Linked DNA regions of Mus musculus: region 1 is linked to region 2. Evidence: chromatin contacts called from public promoter capture Hi-C data. All regions are on one chromosome and are shown on one strand. Each heading gives the region's core, a stretch centred on a gene start, on an enhancer-like site or on the middle of the called end of the contact. The rest is flanking DNA. Distances are from core to core; before and after follow the strand shown. Region 1 holds the start of Nbas (neuroblastoma amplified sequence). Region 2 holds the start of Cyria (CYFIP related Rac1 interactor A).

The links. Promoter capture Hi-C pulls out the DNA fragments that hold promoters and counts their contacts.
Region 1: a promoter capture Hi-C map of pre-B cells shows a contact between it and region 2, with 4 times the contacts expected there. The contact joins the promoter of Nbas here to the promoter of Cyria in region 2. A contact is called at or near these places in 4 of 39 promoter capture datasets (cranial neural crest, liver and pre-B cells), 1 of 484 Hi-C or Micro-C datasets (uterus), 2 of 115 datasets of contacts at active chromatin or transcription factors (astrocytes and bone marrow-derived macrophages) and 2 of 9 other capture datasets (liver and pancreatic islet).

Annotation. Positions count from the first base shown.
Region 1 is chr12:13,267,663-13,270,697 of GRCm38.p6, reverse strand. Nbas (neuroblastoma amplified sequence) reads right to left here and starts at 1,571. Exons shown (of 52, transcript NM_027706.1): 1 at 1,434-1,571. The coding sequence starts at 1,547.
Region 2 is chr12:12,260,724-12,263,782 of GRCm38.p6, reverse strand. Cyria (CYFIP related Rac1 interactor A) reads right to left here and starts at 1,606. Exons shown (of 12, transcript NM_001146119.2): 1 at 1,545-1,606.

The DNA.
Region 1 (3,035 bases), core at 322-2,821, 1.0 Mb before region 2:
AACTACTACAGTAATTAATTTGAGTCCACAAACGTAAACTGAATGGCACTGTCTGTAGAATAAAGAATAACAAATACAGTGAGTAGAGTGCTTTCAAGTTCTACCAAGAATAAAATGAATAAGTAATCAGTAAGAACAGATACGTTACTCCCTAGGACGCTCGCTTAACAAACATGAAGGAATCATCAGGGAACAATTTGGCACAGTGGAGGGATATAAAGTTGATCCCAGGCAGAGCTTATAGGGCAACAGCTGTAGGAAACAGATGTAGAAATCAATAAAGAAGGCAGATAAGAAAAGGCAGAGGACAACGAGATTTCAATATAAGTTGACTCCGTGTTGTTTTTTTAATCAACGTATAGTGCTAAGCATTGAGACAGTATTACAGACATTTCTGAAATGCTAGATATCTTTATCCAACTTAAAGGCGGCAGCAGCCTCTCAATTTCATCATCTACAAAATGTCCACGTCACTCACTAGAAACCGAAACGAATAACAATATATGCAGCTTTTTGCCATTACAAGACCTAATTGAAGACAAGCAGAATAAATACTCAGAAGACAAGGTAAAGGAGCTCACTGGGCCAGATTTAAGAGTCTTCCTAGCCATGCTGCTTCCCCAGGGCCTAACACACGGGCATGCCAGGCACTTGATACCATGTATGTCAAGTAAATGGGCCTTGGGCTCCTGCTTTCACCCTATGACCCGAAGGCTTTCCCTAGGAAACTAGTAACTCCAGGGTCCATAAGTTGGCAAACACCACAACTTTGTCTCCAGCAGAATTGGAGAACCGCTGCTTCTTTCTCTCCACTCCCTTGGCATTCTACTCAGCCAGCACTTCGGGCTTGGTAATGAGAAACGTTCACTGGATTGGCTATCTCTCCTCCACACTGCAAGTTCCATGAAAACACTGTCTCTGAATGCCCAGCAGCCTGCACCATATCTGGGGTCCGAGTGTGTGTGTGTGTGTGTGTGTGTGTGTGTGTGTGTATCACACACACACACTGAGAGAGACAGAGACAGAGAGAGACAGAGACAGAGAGAGACAGAGACAGACAGACACACACACACACTAGTAAATGCGTATTACTGAGACTTTTAAAGGACGATAGAGTCCTGCGAAATTCTCCCGCCACAGGTAACAAGATTACAAGGCAAGTCCGGATATGACAAGGACCTAGGGAAGAAGAGTGACACTGACCTGCCGAGAGGGTGACAGCCTGAGTGGGGATACACAGCCGAATTCGGAGCCAAGGCTGACTACAGACACCCTTCAGCGAGCCCTGGACCCGGCAGCCCCGCCGTTGCCAGGAGACAACACAGCTGCTATCCCCGCTCCACTTGCACTGCGTGGCACCGCGACGTGGCTTTACACGCCCCGCGCCCGCGCCCGCGCCATGCCTACAGCCTTAAAAAGAGAGCCCGGCTCACCTGCACTTCTGTCTCAGGTGGCCATTCGGTATTGACCAGCAAGTCATAGAGAATCGTCTCCTCCTCGTCCGCAGAGCCGGGACTCAAAGCCGGCGCTGACTCGGGGGCCGCCATGTTGGCCGGGAACAGAGTGGTGGAGGGAGGGGCACTACGGCGACTCGCGCGGGTCATACTTTCCTGGACGCGGCCGCTGGTGATTGGCAGAGTGAAATGAATTAAGTGCGGAAAGGGAATGCTAAAAATGACAGAAAGGGAATGCTAAACTTGACAGATCTGTGGGTCTAAGAATGGCCTTGTCTTGTATGAGATATGTCTTGGACCCTGGTCCACTTTTTGTTCATTTGTGCCTGAAATGAGTCAAGTCACTGAACTTTTCTTACCCAGTCAGCGTCTACGAAGCTGCAAGAACCTCCCAGAGTGCTGGTGTTCATGTACAGATTCTTCTGCAAACACAGAACGTGTTCGGAGAGTGGACTTTAAATGTACCAAGGGGTTATTCAGTTCACAGGAAGGGTGCTTTAGGCACCTAGAAAAAAACAGTGAGGCTGATGAAGACACCCTGTAACAAGGAGAGCTTGTCAGCTGTGTAAGAGAGGATGTCCTAAAAATCACCATACAACATGGACTAGCCTCAGACCCAGTCCTCCTGCCTCAGACCCAGTCCTCCTGCCTGAGCCTCCCCAGTGCTCAGAGTACAGAGATGTGCCATCAGGCCCAGCCCTGGGCCTTCAACTATAGGTAGAAATTGGGTTCACTGGAAGTCAGGAGAGAATATATCAGTTAGGAGGTGCACAAGACATAGGAAGATTACGTTGCTATAACAGACAGGGTGAATAGAGAGGCCAAGCTGAGAAAGGGTGTGGAGGACGATAAAGATAGGGCAGCTTGAGGATTCCCTAGAGGGGAAACTTACCTCATTTGCTTGCTCGTTTATTCATTCATTCATTCATTCATTCATTCATTCAGCATATGCCTGTCTTTGCAAGGCCCTTTAGTGTAAGCAGAGCCAATTACGACCAAGACGACCACATTGTTGTTGAGTTGAAAAGAAGTGAAAATTCACAAGATACCTTTCAGAAATTATCCTGTAGAATAACCAACTTAGTGCATTAGGCAATGGTATAATAAAATGCACAACTGGAGCGTGTCTAATTGTTCCCATGTCTCTCCAAGTTCATCTGCACCTTGTACTCTCACAGCTAAACTTTTGCCACACACACACACACACACACACCATTCAACTTTGCTGTTTCTAAGACAACAGACACACATAAACATCAGGAGATCTGACACGGATGTTCTTTGTACACAGAGGTTGTACCTGATGTGGCTCTGCTATTGCTCTCTCATCTCCTTCCGGTTGTAGTTTAAATGCCACCTTCCCTCCGAACTCTTGTTCCTGTCTAAGTTCACACTCACTTTCTTCCCACTCCAGCTTCCCAGCCCTCCCCGTGCCTGCTCAGGTTGTCTGTTTGTTTGTCTGCTTGTGTGTTTAACACAACATTTGTTATCATTGGATATGCTATGTGATGTATAATTTATTTTACTTGTGTACAGTCTGTCCTCATCCTCCAAAAATGTAAACTCTAGCCCAGAAGAATG
Region 2 (3,059 bases), core at 357-2,856:
GGGCCCACAGGAGGTGAATTCTGCCAGCCCCCAGCCTGGGCCCAGTGCCCATGTTTATGACTGTTTATTTCAGAGCAAGTAGAAAGAAGAAATTAGAGCCATAAAAGACAGGACAACAGACCAATAAAAACCAGCTCCCAGAAGAGTCAGGGGGAGGAAGAGGCAAAACTGTCACCATAGCAACACAAGACAGTCAGAAACAGGCAGGAAAAACAGCCCCTGGTCTGCCTCCTCTCTTCACACGAAGCCCTCACAACCAGTGTGTGAAATTTAGTCTGACTGGGAACAATCCTAACAGGCTGGTCTTCCCAAAGCTGAGGCCTGGCTAGGAGCCACCCTCCTCTTGCTGCTATGCACAGGTTCTCAAACTGCATGGTGCTAACCCAGCTTTCCCTGAGCCCTGGAGACTCAGCACTGTGCAGATAGCATGGGACAATCTGGAAGAGGTGATGATTGGTCAGAGTAGGGAAAGTTTCTAATAAGAAAACCACTAGGCTTCAGGGGAGCCCTATGAGCCTGGGGTTCTCTAAGAAGTAGGCAGGTAATCACCCGCATAGGAGGAGAAAGCATGCCCAGAAAAACTCAGAATGGTGGTTCTATCAGTACTGGACCCTTCCTCTTCCAGTAATGGCTGACAGGATTCTGGGGATCGTCACAGAGATGTAGGTTGGGGGCGAGGGTGAGAGCTTTAGCAGATTTAAATGGCAAATGCCCTAGACCTCGTCTCTGGGGACATAGGCCAAGAAGTTTAACAGCTTGGAAAAGGAATAGGGGACAGGCTGGCACATTTTTGTCAAAAGGTGTTCTTGCCAGTCTCTCAGCTGGCAAATAAGACAGGTGTGTCTACAAAAAAGCATGGCTGGCCTGAGACCAGTGCCTCGGGAAGTGGGTCAAATTGTTCCCGAAGCTCCAGCTTGGAAAAGTCTCCTCCTGCTGGACTCTAGTTAGGAGTTCTGGCATGAGGGGGAGTGAATACCGCGGAGGCGAGGAGGTCCTAGGCACAGCAGTTTGCCTGCTGGCTAAGCACCTCTGTGGCAGGTGGCAGCAAAAGGGTACAGGTGTGCAGGGGCCAGAACAGGCTTCATCCACGCTTGGGGCTACAGAAATATGGGGAGCAGAGGCATGGCCCTGGCAGGGGAACCCGGAGGAGGTAGATCGCGGGTCTCCTGAAGAATAGCTTTGGAGATGAAGGTTCGGGGGAGGGGCGGGGGGGTGGCGGTAGGGGTGGGAGTGGTTGAAGGGTGAAGGGACTCTTCTGGAAAAGAAATAAAATCAGGAGAGAGACCCGGAGAGAGGGAGCAATGGACGCACAGACCTCTGTGTTCGGGAACCAAGAAGAACAGTTCAAGACCGAGTCGTGAGCTAGCTGCCTCCCTCCCTCGCCCGGGGCTGCAGGGCGTCGCGAGCCGGACGAAGAGAGCCACAGTCGCCCCGCTCCACCAAATCCGGCGCCCGGGAGGCCCTTGTGCCTCCGCAGCGCCTTTCCCTGCCAGTCCCAGCCCGCGATCCCTGCCGCGCCCCAGCCGAGTCCGCACCACGCTCACCGGAGTCGCAGCCGCTGTCGCCGCCTCGTTCCTGCTCGGCCGCCCGCTCCGCTGCTGTGGATGCCTCTCCGGCGGCAGCCTCAGCCCGAGAGTCGACTTCCAGCCCCGCCCCGCCCCGCCCACGGCCCGCCCCACGGCCCGCCCGCCCCTCCCTGGCTTTGGAATCCCACCCTGCTGTCACCCGGAGGGCCGGTTCACTTCTAGCCAGGCTAGGCACTAGGATCTGCACCCAGGAGTTAGCACTGTACCTCCCAGCTAATGTTAATACTCTCTGCCTGGACCACTTGTCTTGCTATTCACTAGGAGGCCTAAATTCCTTCATTACCCACTTTTCCCCTCAGACAAACAAAATACAAACAAAACACCCCCAAAGACACACTCTCCATAGGCCACTGGCATACACTCACACTGATACTAGTGCTCCCCCTCCCTGGCCCCAGGTTACTTTGGATGGTGAACCTGCTTGCTCTCACACTTCCCTTGCCTGTCCTAGTAACACACGCCTAGCTTTAAAGGCCACCGTTATTGAATGTGATCCCAAAAAATGTCTTCCCAAATGATGCCTAGCCTATGAAATGCAACGGTCTTCTAAACAGTGAATTTAAAATTCTGCGAGGTAAGGAGAAAGTAGCTTACAGCTCTCATTGTCACAGATCATTGTTTTAAAACATCTGCCGAGGAGGTTTTGTACAGAAAGGGAGATTCCGGAAGCCCAGAGGACCGAGCTGTGCCAAACAGGTTGTGAGTCAGAGCCCCTGTATGTGTGTTTGCCTTGCAGATACCTAGGTTGGCTGCTCTTTTTCCCAGTCAGCCAACCAGAGAAGATCATTATACAATTTATACAGTATTAAACCTTCACAGTGTGTCAGGCCTTGTGCTGACAGCCATGGCTTCTTTGGGTAGTGAGTTTGTGGGTTGGGAACAGGAGGAAAAGCCTGGGGCTCCAACAGTGGAAGGTGCTTCAGGGAGAGCATTGCTCTATCCCCTTGCTTGAGGCCAGTATGAGTCCCCATGACAAATTTACTCCGCCTAAGTCTCCTGAGGCTCTTGATAGTCTGCGTTTCTGACAGGCTCCCAGGAACTGCTTAGCAGTAGAGTGTTTGGTTCAGTTTTGGCAAGAATTCAGACAGGATCTAGACAGGCACAGTCTAGTTAGAATAATATAGTCTCCTACATGGAAATGGTCCTTGGGTTGCATAAGTTTCTCAAGCTCCCTGCCCCCCACCTGTACTCATCTTATTTTTTGTCCATCTGAAGACAGTTTATTTTATGTTATTATGGCTCTATTAGAATTTTTCTTGCCATGACCTTAGCTTTGATTTGTTTGTCTGAAACACACAGACACAGATATACACAAGTAGACACATACACAGACATAGATACACACACACACATACACACACACATACACACACACATATACACACACACACACACATACACACACACACACATACACACACACACACATACACACACACACACACACACACACACACACACACACACACCTCC